Linked DNA regions of Sus scrofa: regions 2, 3 and 4 are each linked to region 1. A link is a contact called in public Hi-C, HiChIP or PLAC-seq and promoter capture Hi-C data. All regions are on one chromosome and are shown on one strand. Each heading gives the region's core, a stretch centred on a gene start, on an enhancer-like site or on the middle of the called end of the contact. The rest is flanking DNA. Distances are from core to core; before and after follow the strand shown. Region 1 holds the start of CCNL1 (cyclin-L1). Region 2 holds the start of LXN (latexin). Region 3 holds the start of SLC33A1 (solute carrier family 33 member 1). Region 4 holds the start of MFSD1 (major facilitator superfamily domain-containing protein 1).

The links. Promoter capture Hi-C pulls out the DNA fragments that hold promoters and counts their contacts. A called contact is a pair of places that touch in the nucleus more often than the background predicts. HiChIP or PLAC-seq counts read pairs in DNA pulled down with a chosen protein or histone mark.
Region 2: a contact with region 1 is called in a Hi-C map of embryonic fibroblasts, with 4 times the contacts expected there. The contact joins the promoter of LXN here to the promoter of CCNL1 in region 1. A contact is called at or near these places in 1 of 5 promoter capture datasets (fetal liver) and 1 of 47 Hi-C or Micro-C datasets (embryonic fibroblasts).
Region 3: a contact with region 1 is called in a promoter capture Hi-C map of fetal liver, with 4 times the contacts expected there. The contact joins the promoter of SLC33A1 here to the promoter of CCNL1 in region 1. A contact is called at or near these places in 2 of 5 promoter capture datasets (fetal liver and liver), 2 of 47 Hi-C or Micro-C datasets (heart right ventricle and liver) and 1 of 2 datasets of contacts at active chromatin or transcription factors (alveolar macrophages).
Region 4: an H3K27ac HiChIP or PLAC-seq map of alveolar macrophages shows a contact between it and region 1. The contact joins the promoter of MFSD1 here to the promoter of CCNL1 in region 1. A contact is called at or near these places in 1 of 5 promoter capture datasets (liver) and 1 of 2 datasets of contacts at active chromatin or transcription factors (alveolar macrophages).

Annotation. Positions count from the first base shown.
Region 1 is chr13:97,003,085-97,006,023 of Sscrofa11.1, reverse strand. It overlaps CCNL1 (cyclin-L1), which reads left to right and starts at 1,623. Exons shown (of 11, transcript XR_001300397.2): 1 at 1,623-2,939. The region is part of intron 14 of VEPH1 (ventricular zone-expressed PH domain-containing protein homolog 1); the gene reads left to right.
Region 2 is chr13:98,440,425-98,443,216 of Sscrofa11.1, reverse strand. LXN (latexin) reads left to right here and starts at 1,394. Exons shown (of 6, transcript XM_003358644.4): 1 at 1,394-1,786. The coding sequence starts at 1,658. All of the region lies in intron 13 of GFM1 (elongation factor G, mitochondrial), which reads right to left.
Region 3 is chr13:95,722,327-95,725,467 of Sscrofa11.1, reverse strand. SLC33A1 (solute carrier family 33 member 1) reads left to right here and starts at 1,311. Exons shown (of 6, transcript NM_001244245.1): 1 at 1,311-2,507. The coding sequence starts at 1,733.
Region 4 is chr13:98,590,845-98,593,696 of Sscrofa11.1, reverse strand. It overlaps MFSD1 (major facilitator superfamily domain-containing protein 1), which reads right to left and starts at 1,352. Exons shown (of 16, transcript XM_003358650.5): 1 at 1,071-1,352. The coding sequence starts at 1,242.

The DNA.
Region 1 (2,939 bases), core at 374-2,873:
AAAAATTTTTTTTTACATCCCAGTCCTTTCTATACCACAGCTGTGGCAACACTGGATCCTTTAACCCACTCACTATGCCAGACCAGGGATCAAACCCTCATGCTGGTGCTGCAGAGATGCCATCAATCCCATTGAGCCACAGTGGGAATACCTGTCATGAATTTTTTTTTTAAACAAGTTAAAATTAATTTTTTTTCTCTTTAGGGCCACACCTGTGGCATATGGAAGTTCTGGGGCTAGGGGTTGAATTGGACAGCTGCTGGTCTATACCACAGCCACAGCCACACTGGATCCATGGTCTATACCTACACCACAGCTTGCAGTAGTGCCAGATCCTTAATACACTGAGCAGGGCCAGGGACCAAACCTGCATCCTCTGGATACTATCTTGGGTTCTTAATGAGCCAATGGGAATGCCCAAGAAGTCAAAATTTAAAACACCGTCATAGTTTGATGCGTTAATGCTAAGCGTATAAAATGTTGGCCCATCTCCTCTACCACTTTTGTTGAGGCTGAAAAGAAGAACAGTGAATATAATCATATCTATTGGATATAATCTGGGGTACAGACAGAAAGTTGTAGAATAGTCTCAGTGGTTCTGTGCTTCTGGAAATGATTGCCAAACACAGGAGGTGGGAAACAGTGGTCTATAGGGAAAAGATATCAAGAGTAGAGCAAGTACTCCTCCTTCTCCCAGAACTTCTCACTTCAATTCTTGTTAACTTTCTTCAATTAATCAAGGACCTAGAGATTAAAAAAATATATTATAAAATATATCAAGACATCACCAAGACAGTTTTTTGGTGAGGCATGGTGGGAGACTCTAAATATTAGAAAAATGTTCCATTAAGAAATAGTCTTGGGAGTTCCTGTTGTGGCGCAGCGGAAACAAATCCAACTAGGACCCATGAGATTGCAGGTTCAAACCCTGGCCTTGCTTAGTGGGTTAAGGATCCAGCATTGCTGTCATCTATGGTGTAGGTCACAGACATGGCTCGTATCTGATCTTGCTGTGGCTGTGGCTGTGGCCAGCAGTTGTAGCTCTGATTCAACCCCTAGCCTGGGAACCTCCATATACCACAGGTTCTGCCCTAAAAAAAGAAAAAAGAAAAGAAAAGAAAGAGTCTTGGAGTTGCCTGGTGGCTCAGCGGGTTAAGGATCCAACATTGTCACTGTTGCGGCTCAGGTCACTACTGTGGCCTGGGCTTGATCCCTGGCCCGGGAACTTCTGCATACTGTGGGTGCAGCCAAAAAAAAAGTCTTAAAAATGAATTGTATTGAAGTTCCCACTGTGGCTCAGCAGGTTAAGGATCTGACATTGCAGCTGTGTCATAGGTGGCAGCTGTGGTTCAGATTCAATCCCCAGCCCAGAAACTTCCATATGCCATGGTGCAGCCAAAAATAAATAAGAAGAGCTTTCAAAGTCTGTTACAGCATTTTATTTTATTTTAGTCTTTTTGGGGCCACATATGGAGGTTCCCAGGCTAGGGGTTGAATTGGGAGCTGTAGCCACCAGCCTACACCACAGCCACAGCAACCCCAGATCCAAGCTGCATGTGCGAACTACACCACAGCTCACGACAATGCCAGATCCTTAACCCACTGAGCGAGGGCAGGGATCAAACCTGCAACCTCATGGTTCCTAGTCAGATTTGTTTCCACTATGCCACTATGGGAACTCCTGTTATAATCCCTCCTGAATATTGGAGAGGGAAACTTCCCTGGAAGCAGCTTAGTCAGACAGGTGAAGGTAACGTGCAACGAGGTCAAGTATTTCAGCTAGCACCAGAATTACACTCTCTTGGAGCTCTGTTTCTCAATCCTGGCTGAACATTCCAATAACCACTGGCTGGGTCAACCCCAGATCCATTACATCAACCCCTACAATTCAGGCTCAAGCATAATCAGTATGTTTTAAAAACTTCTCTGGGGGTTCCCATCATGGCTCAAAAGAAGGGAATCCGACTAGTATCCATGAGGATGCGGGTTTGATCCCTGGCTTCAATTAGTGGGTCAGGGATCTGGTGTTGCTGTGAGCTGTGGGATAGGCTGCACATGCGGCTCAGACCTGGCATTGCTGTGGCTATGGTGTAGATCCAATTCCGTCTCTAGCCTGGGAACTTACATATACCTCGGGTGCAGCCCTAAACTCCTCTGAAGATACTTATGTGCAGCTAGGGTTCAGAAATACTGATGTAAATCTTTACAAAGTAAGGTGGATTGAATTCTTTTTTTAAAATGAGTTTTTGAATATGTTTTGCTTTAGAGACATCACTAACAAATATTGCAGTGTACTCAAATTCCTTTTGCTCTATGGATCCAAGTTTTAATTCATTTCTCATAATTAAACCTTAAAATTGAACTATGTGATAGAAAGATGATGGGGCTTCTCATTCCTGGACAATGTCTCCAAGGTCTAGACACAGAAGGAGTAAACAAAGATCTACTCTCTTTTAACTGAATTTACCTTGTGTTAATTTTTTCTGTACAGCAAAATGATTCAGTTTACAGAATCTTTTTTTTTTTTTTAAACAAGATCTACTCTTTTTTCCTCCCACTCTAGCCTGTGGTAGTTTGGATCAGTATCATTGTTTTTATTTCAAATTTGAGGAAATTTGGAGAATTGCTAATATCAGAGAGGGAAAAATACATATAAAGAGATTGATTTCTCCCATACTACCTAATTGCAGTAACCTCCATGAATACATAGACTGCCGGGCATAATCAAATTACCTCTGTAAAGTCTCGACCTAAAACTATTTTTGGAAATTAGGGATTTTCCAGATTAGTGAAAGCTGTGGCTTGTCACTAGCTCAGGCCCGAGTTTCGCAAGCGAAGCTGCTAAAGCAGTCTCTCTCCCAGTCAATACGAATCCCTCGCCATACTTAGATACCTCTGGGAACCACATGCTCATCTGACAGCTTTTTTTTTTTTTTTTT
Region 2 (2,792 bases), core at 145-2,644, 1.4 Mb before region 1:
CCTTTGTTACTAGCCTTGATCTACAGAGATGGTAATTGTATTCATAAAGCTTCAAAAGGGTGACTTTAGGAAGCTCACATATTGTAATTCTCATAACTCTAACCGGTAATAACATAGGAGATGTTAACTAGCTATTTGTGAAACTTGAAAAATTTCATTATCAGCAAAAAGCTCAATTTCTGTAATTAGAATACTCAGCCATTCTTTCTTGGACATTATCAAAGGAGCACATAATTCATACAATTCACACACACACACAACAACCCTAAGAGACTGGCTGGCAGATGAATGACCCCCCACTCCCCAAAGAAAAACCACCTCCAATTTTTTTGAAAAAGCCTTAAGAGGAGAAACTAACCCTTTCATTCTCTAGTTACCTGACAGTTGTTGACTAATATAACTAGAAAGAACAGAATTATTCTTTAAAAACTTACTTACTACAAAGACTTTATAAATAAGTTAAAGAGGGTATTTGAGGATAGCACATTAAAATACATTTTTGCTAATTTAAAAAAAAAAAAAAAAACCACACACACAACATATGTGCCTACCCAAAGAACTTTCAAAATCCATTTTGGGGAAAAATAGCAGAGTCTTTATTTCTAAGCCAAAAAATACAGTGTCAGTTTGGCTATACAGCTGATGAAAAGGAACCTTTGCTGCCTCATCTACTGCAAATCTGAAAAAGAGCCTAGACTATAGTTTCTTTAAAGGTGACTGAAGGAAGTAATTGAGTTCTGGAGAGTAAAACTGCACTGCCTACTAAAAGTTTTGTGCTTGCTTAAGGGGCTTTAAAAACTGTTTTTGTTGGAAGCTACTTTAATGTAATGCTTTGTATACGCTTGGTTTTTAAGTATGTCTTAATCCTCAAAGTAAAATTTTCAAAGCGATTCCAAAAGTTAGAAGTGTGGCATTATATCAAAACTTCATCTTTCTAAGATCAGGAAAGGAAGAAAGGGATGCAGGTATCTGTTAAAATTTCTCCTGACCTAAATTACATGATCTTCCAAATTAATGCTATCGTTTGCAGTCTCTCATACCCTGATTTGGGCAGAACTGGCCCATGGCCACAAAAAGCTGGGGGATAAGCAAGCCTGTTCCTGGACTCTTACAATGGAAAGGGAAAAGAAGGAATCCAAATGACTATCTGGAGGCTCCTTTGCACTTTGCCCTGTGCCTGACACAGTGGGTGGCTCTGAAGGAAGTTGTGCTTTCAACTGCAAACGAAGCAACCAGACTTTCCACAGAGAGGAAACCGGAAGCCCCAGAGGAGACCCTCCAGTAAAGCAAAAGCCAAGTGCTTCTGTAAAAGTTAATAAATAACAGGATGTTAGCCCACAGACTCCCTCCCCATCCTCTCTTAAAGGAGGAGGGGGCTCTAAGAGGGAATGAGGCGGTAGCAGGGCGGGGCCGCAGGGCGGGGCCACAGCAGCAGCCCAAGCAGGAGCCAGCACAAAAGCGGTAGCTTTCAGAATCGGAAGGAGGGAAGGAGGAAGAGAGGGAGGGAAGAAGCTGGTGATCCCGCCCCAGCCCAAGTCCAGCCCAAAGCACAGGGCTGACTTTTCCGCCTCGGGCCGGTACTAGCAGCAGCGGGGTGCACTTCCTTTCTCCTTAGGCTTGAGCAGCCCCACTCAAGTCCAGCCGCAGGTCACCAAGAATGGAAATCCCTCCGACCCACTACCCGGCCTCCAGGGCGGCCTCGGTGGCAGAGAGCTGCATCAACTACCAGCAGGGGACCCCCCACAAGTTGTTTCTGGTGCAGACAGTCAAACAAGCCAGCCTAGAGGTGAGTCAGTTAGCGGGCTGTAGGGGCACCCGCCAGCGTTCCCTGCATTCCCAAGGGTCTCAGCTCGGTGGGCTCCCGACTCCTCTACACCCCACGTCTGGTTTTGTCTCACTGTTTGTCTCGCGGGACTGGTCTATACTTCAGTCTCTAGGGGCTGTTTTGTTGTTTTCACAGGAAGGCAGAGACAGCGATACCGTTTTTTTATGGGCATTATTACAAAGAAGTGGGGGAATGTTCTCAATGAAGGGCGGCATTCTCGCCTTTCCCCAAAGAGAAAACTATAGGAACTATTTTCAGAAGAATCTTAAAACTGCTTCTTCATTCCTCATCTACTCCTCCAATCTGGACCAACAAAAGCTCTGGTCTTGTAAATGATTCTTCACTGTCTAAATTTTAAGACCAATCCTTTATTACTATTATGCTATTATTACTCTTTGACAAAGATAAAGCAACAGAACCTGACAAAGCCAAGTCAGAGTACTGTGGCTGAGGCTTCACTTCAACCACCCAAACACTACCGCCAATGACTGTTGTGAATGATGGGTTCCCGCTGGCTAAAGGGTTAAATACTCAAGCCCTCAACATTCGCTAAACTCATTTCCATTTTACTAAAATTTAATGGATTTGAGACCTTGCCTTATTTACTGACAGAAGTTTAACTGCTAAACAGTGTTTAAGGACTGACAGGGAGTAAATATTATTTCAAAACCATACCAGGTAACATAATTAGGTATAAATTCTCAATTGTATCTTCATTCAAAAGTGAAATAAATACCTAAAGGTTTGTTTTACAGTTATAAAATTTGTTAAAGTATCATTTTGCAGGTCCACTAATATACAAGTAAAAGCAGTACTTAACTCTAACCACTCTGCAATTATCTGCCTCAAAATGGAATTCATTTTTATTGAATACTCTTTGGAGGGTACATAGGGCATTATGAAAAATCTTTGCAATGGTGTGTCTTATTTGTTATCTTTAAAATTACATTTTTCAAGATATCTTATG
Region 3 (3,141 bases), core at 62-2,561, 1.3 Mb after region 1:
TTTCTATTATATAATTCATTGGTCAGCAAATATACACTTGTAACTTACTATGCCTATAGCAAAATTCTTATCAAGTGCACAGATCTTTGATGCCCACAAATGGAACTTCTCTTTAAGAACTACCATCCCTGCAACATCGCACAAAGTTAGTTTTCAGAAAAGTACTGTTTATATAGTTTGATTTCCTGTGCAAACTCTAGGTTACATTTAACAAGTATGTAACTTTTTGTATTCAGTCTTCAATGTCTATCTTAAGGAAGCGAATCACTTTTTCTAAATAATTTTGAGATGAACTGTTATTTCAACATTTGTATTTGGAAGAGGTAGGAATAACATGTTTCATCTCAAATGGTGGGAGGCTGAGAATGTTTAACTTTAATTATAGGTTTTAAGTTTTTGGTTTTAGTATCTAAATACTTATCCAATGTAAAATAATATATTTTATATATATATCATATGTAAAATTGTATAGGTAACGTATTTTCTATGTATTACAACTTATGCTGTTGGTTACCCAAGGTTAAGTTCCCTGTGATCATTTCAGTAACATACGTGAGTAAACATGAAAAAGAACTAACATTTGGCTCTTACAAGACCTTTCACAGTAGGTCAAAAACTGAGAGAGAAGGAGTCTTACAATTTCACTCTACCCAACGTCCCAGTTAGCTACCCAGGCCTCAATTCCGCTACACTTTTCCATCACTTTGGAAAAACGGACTACAGAGCAATCTTTCGAGCAATTTCATTCATTCCGTAAGTAGGCATTCTTAAGGTACACGCTTCAGCATTTAACCAGGGCTGTTTTTACTCTTTGGGGGACCCAAGGCGCCCCTGCTTGCTGATAAGGAAATTTCGTAAACTTCAGTCCTTCTCTCTGTTTCTCCCTGGCCCACGAAAGCAGGGACATCTCAAAATTCCCAGCCTGGACTTGGGGCACTGCCCACCTCCAGCCTAATGACGAGGACCGAGGCCACTCAGAGTTTGCAAGGTATTAAGTTTGGCAGCAGGCACACGCCCGCCTGAACCCGCCCTCACGTGGCCCCTGGGACCCAATGACCGAGGCCCACGCTTTCCAGACGGCCGCATGCGCTCATGGAGCCAGACCTCGCGCGGCGCCCCGCCCCGGCCTCACGGTGCGCCCGCGTTAATTGTCCCGTGAGGTTCTGGCCGCTGGGCTTTCGGGTTCCTACCAAGCTTTGTTTCCGAACTCGGCCGCTGGATCGTGTCCTGATTGGCTTGCTCTGGAGGCGGGATCAGGACGCATTTGAGACTAGGACCACTTCCTGAAGCTCGAGGCAGGAAATTATCTTGTATCTCAGGAGTCCAGTGGAGAAAGTGCTGTCTGTCGCATTGGTGGCGGCGAGAGCGGGCGGTGGGTCGGGGAATTGGCCGTTTCTCTCGCTACAGCTACAGGCCTGTTTCCATCGCAGCACCACGGCCCCCTCCTCCAGTCTCGACCCCGGCCCGGCTGCCGGGGGCGCTTCTTCAGGCTCCTTGACGCCGCTCCAAGGAGAAAATACCTGGGCATCGCCTGGGCTTCCAGCCAGGGGACTGGCTCCGGGGTTCAGCACTCCGGACGGCAGTAAGGAGTGCCCTTATCAACCCGCGCCCTGTCCCCCTCCCTGAGCCATTGACACCCTGGTCCAGAGCGACAGCCTTGGACCTGGGACTAGACGGATCCAAGACGCTCAGCCCCGGCCTCCCACAAACGGGGTTCTGCATCGTCTCTGATATGTCTCCCACCATCTCCCACAAGGACAATAGTCGGCAACGACGGCCAGGGACTTTCAACCACTCTCTGGATATGAAGAGCGGTCCTCTACCGCCGGGCTCCTGGGATGATGATCATCCGGAGTTGGTGGGCGGGGAAGGGGACAAAGAAGCTCTTCTGGGGGATATCGGCGCTAGTGACCTCTCAAAACCCCCAAGGAGCTGCCGGGCCGAATTAAGCAGCATTTTGCTTTTGCTCTTTCTTTACGTGCTTCAGGGCATTCCACTGGGCCTGGCAGGAAGCATCCCACTTATTTTGCAGAGCAAAAATGTTAGCTATACAGATCAGGCTTTCTTCAGTTTTGTCTTTTGGCCCTTCAGTCTCAAATTACTCTGGGCCCCGTTAGTTGATGCGGTTTACTTTAGGAACTTCGGCCGTCGCAAATCTTGGCTTGTCCCTACACAGTACATATTGGGATTCTTCATGATATATCTATCCACTCAAGTGGACCACTTGCTCGGGAGTACAGATGGCAGAAGCCCCGATGTTGTTGCTCTCACTGTGACTTTCTTTTTGTTTGAATTCCTGGCAGCCACTCAGGACATCGCTGTGGATGGTTGGGCGTTAACTATGTTATCCCGGGAAAATGTGGGTTATGCTTCTACTTGCAATTCAGTAGGCCAAACAGCGGGCTATTTTTTGGGCAATGTTTTGTTTTTGGCCCTTGAATCTGCCGACTTTTGTAACAAATATTTGCGGTTGCAGCCTCGACCCAGGGGAATCGTCACTCTTTCAGGTAGTGTATTTAAACTGTTATGCTGTTAGGTATATTGTACGTTTATGAATCCTTTCGACATGTGGGTGCTAGTAGGAACAATAATTTACTGGAAATCATTTTAATGGGAAATGACCCGAGGTAAGGTTTCTGTTTTACTAAAATAAGCTTCAACCAGAATTATAGTAGAGCAGTCATAATTGATTAGTATTCTGAAATGAATTGGAAGGGTAACTCATCCAGTATACATTGTTGTGTAATGGCAAACAAAAGTCTTGAGTCTAGGAATCCCTTGGCACTTGACTAATAATACTCAGATGAACATTTTTTAAAAGTCTAACTAGTGTGAAGACATAAACCTAGCCTGACTTCAGAGTTTGTTTTTTTTTTGTCTCTTTGTTAGATTGAGATTTCTAGCTCCATGTCTTCTGGTTCATTTCTACCCCTACTCTTAGACCAAGATCCCTCATCCAGCCTTCTGGTGGATGGAATAGGGTTAATTCATTCACACATTAATGAGCAGGCTAAATGACAGGGTTCAAAGGGCCTCCTATGATTAAAGGCAAGTCCAGCCCACAAGAACTTGTGAGATTCAGGCTTTGCATTGTAGGCAGCACTTGCCCTTGTTGAATTATAAGATTTCATGAAGTAGGTA
Region 4 (2,852 bases), core at 103-2,602, 1.6 Mb before region 1:
ATTAAAACATAATGTCTTTGAGAGGATAAGAAAGAGAGAGGTGGAGAGATTTGGACATTCGTGCACTCAGAATTATTTTTACAGAAATAAAATTGACTTTTTTTTTTTTTTTTTTTGCTTTTTAGGATCACACCTGCAGCGTATGGTGATTCCCAGGATAGGGGTTGAATCAGAGCTGCAGCTCTTTCTTTCCACAAAGAAAGAGGGGGAACAAAAAGAGATGCAAAGGAACTAAGGCTCAAAGCAACCTCCATGCCAACATACATATCCTCAGCAGTAGCATAAAGTTACCCAATATAATGTTTCTGAACTTGTTGATGATACCCATTCCCGCAAGCCCCTTGAGAAACACATTATTACCTTCCTATCAAACTTATATTGACATTAGAATGTTGCTGAAAAAAATTAGTAGCTGGAACACAGGCAGATAATTTTTAAAATTAGCTCAAGAAATTTCCTTCAGAGTCACCAGATTTCGTAAATGAAACCAAACACCGTCAAGCCTACCACAAGTCCAATCCAGTATGATTGCTTCACATTGGCATAGCGGAAGAGAACGAGAACACATCCACTCATTGAAGCTATCAACAAGACACACTCATACGTTTTCCCAAAGAGGATGAGAAACACGTAAGACTGCCAACGAGTTGGTCAATCAAAAATTTTAAATTGGGCAGAGGGGCGTTGGGGAAGGGCAACGGGGAAAGGGACAGTTAAATCTTTCTGAATTCCTTCTGAATGGAACTGTCATTAGAGCAACCTTGATGATCCCGGGATTCCTTCATATCTAGGGTCCCAGGCGGCAAGTTGCTAGCCTTCGAGACTTCTTGGAGAGGAAAGGAGTGGCACAAAACTCGCGCAGCTCAGTGCCCTTACTCCTATCTTCGAAATGCCGAATAGCTAGCAACGTCTACAAGGCTTTGATGGGGTGGAGAAGGGAAAAGAAGGAAAGCCCAGAAACAGAAACTAGAAGCTGCGCTGAGGCCTCGTGGCAGCCAAGAACGACTCTCCGAAAGAAAGTCGGTAATTTCCTGATTAGCAGCAACACCCCACCAGGCCGGCCGGCTCACCGAAGCCAAGGAAGCACATCAGCAACAGCACCAAAAGCCGGTGCGCCAGGTGACTGGGGTCGCAGAGGGCGGACAGCGCCCTGGGAGCGTCGGGAGTGTTGGAGGCACCTCTGCCGGCCTTGACGGGGCTGCTTGGCAGCAGCGCCCTCGCTTCTTCATCTTCCTCCTCCATCCGGCCGGCGGGAGATCAGGAGAAGACAGTGACAGCAACTCCGGGAAGAAGCTGCTGCTGGAGCCCAGCAAAAACCGTGCTCACGTGACCACGGTTGCTCACGTGATGCCGGGGCAGGTCACGCAAGGCCGCGCTCACGTGAGCAGGCAAGATCACGTGGTGGGCAGGCCTAGCGAGGAGAGAGGGGAGGAGCTACGTTTAATTTCTCCCGGTACTGTCTTAGGCGCCAGCCGCAGCTTTCCGCTGCCCAAAATGGAACTGTGCTCGTTTCCTGCCTGCTCCTGCTGTCCATCCCCTGCCGCTGCGCGGGTAGAGAGTGCCGGCCTCCGCTCAGCCTGACGCGAAGAAGCGCACCGCCCTTCTCCTCGCAGCGTTGCTTTCCGCAGCCTTTTTGGCTGCTCTTAATTCCACACAGTTCATTGAGAGTCTTATGTTGTGTCCACTCACATGCCAGGTACTGGGAATACAAACTGGAATGTGACAAGCTCTCAGACCTCAGAAAGTTCGTGGTTTACTTGGGGAGGTCGACAGAAACTGATCCTTTAAAGAATAGTATGGTGAATAGACGAGTCTAAGTGAGAACAGCGGTTGAAATAAGTAGTGAATTTCGTAGGAATGCCTGGGAAAGGCGTTTGGGAAGAGAGTAAGTACAGTTTAACAAACTTTGGGGGAAAGTGGTGGCGTGCTGAAGGTCCTTTAAATTCATACCTAAGCTAGAATTAGTACGAATGGGTCAGTCATGACGCCTATATGAGGGAGTTGGTTATGAGGGTGGGGATTAGGAGGGATAATAATGATGCAAGCCTGAAACAGAACCGTGTGTGTGTGTGTGAGGGGAGGTGGGGGAGAGGAGAGAGACCATTGATCTGCGAATGAAAGAAGAACTCAGTAGGAAAAACTAAACCTGTTCCGTAAGGAGACATGCAAGGATTTTGTGTAGAGGATCAAGAATGCAAGACCTGTGTTTTTATTTAGGGCTGCACCTATAACATATGGAAGTTCCCGGGCCAGGATTGAATCCGAGCCACAGCTGTAGTAGAGTGGAATCCTTAACCCACTGCACCAAGCGAAGGATCAAACCAGCGCCTCCACAGTGACTCAAGCGGCTGCAGTCGAATTTTTAACCCATTGTACCACAGTTTGGGAACTCCAAAACCTATGTTTTTACAAATTACATCTGGCTATCATTCAGCCATTAAAAAGAATGAAATACAGCATTTTTAGCGACATGGATGGACCTAGAAACTATCATGCTAAGTGAAGTCAGCCATACAATGAGATACCAACATCAAATGCTTTCACTGACATGTGGAATCTGAAAAAAGGACAGACTGAATTTCTTTGCAGAACAGATGCTGACTCACAGACATTGAAAGACTTATGGTCTCCGGAGGAGACAGTTTGAGGGGTGGGGAGATGTGCTTGGGCTGTGGGGTGGAAATCCTGTGAAATCAGATTGTTATGATCATTATACAACTACAGATGTGATAAATTCATCTGAGTAATTTTTAAAAAGTTAAAAAAAAAAACAAAAAAAAAACAAATTACATCTGGCAACACAACCTGACACCCTCCTCAACTTTCAAGAAGGGGGTGGTGGTGCCAGGCTT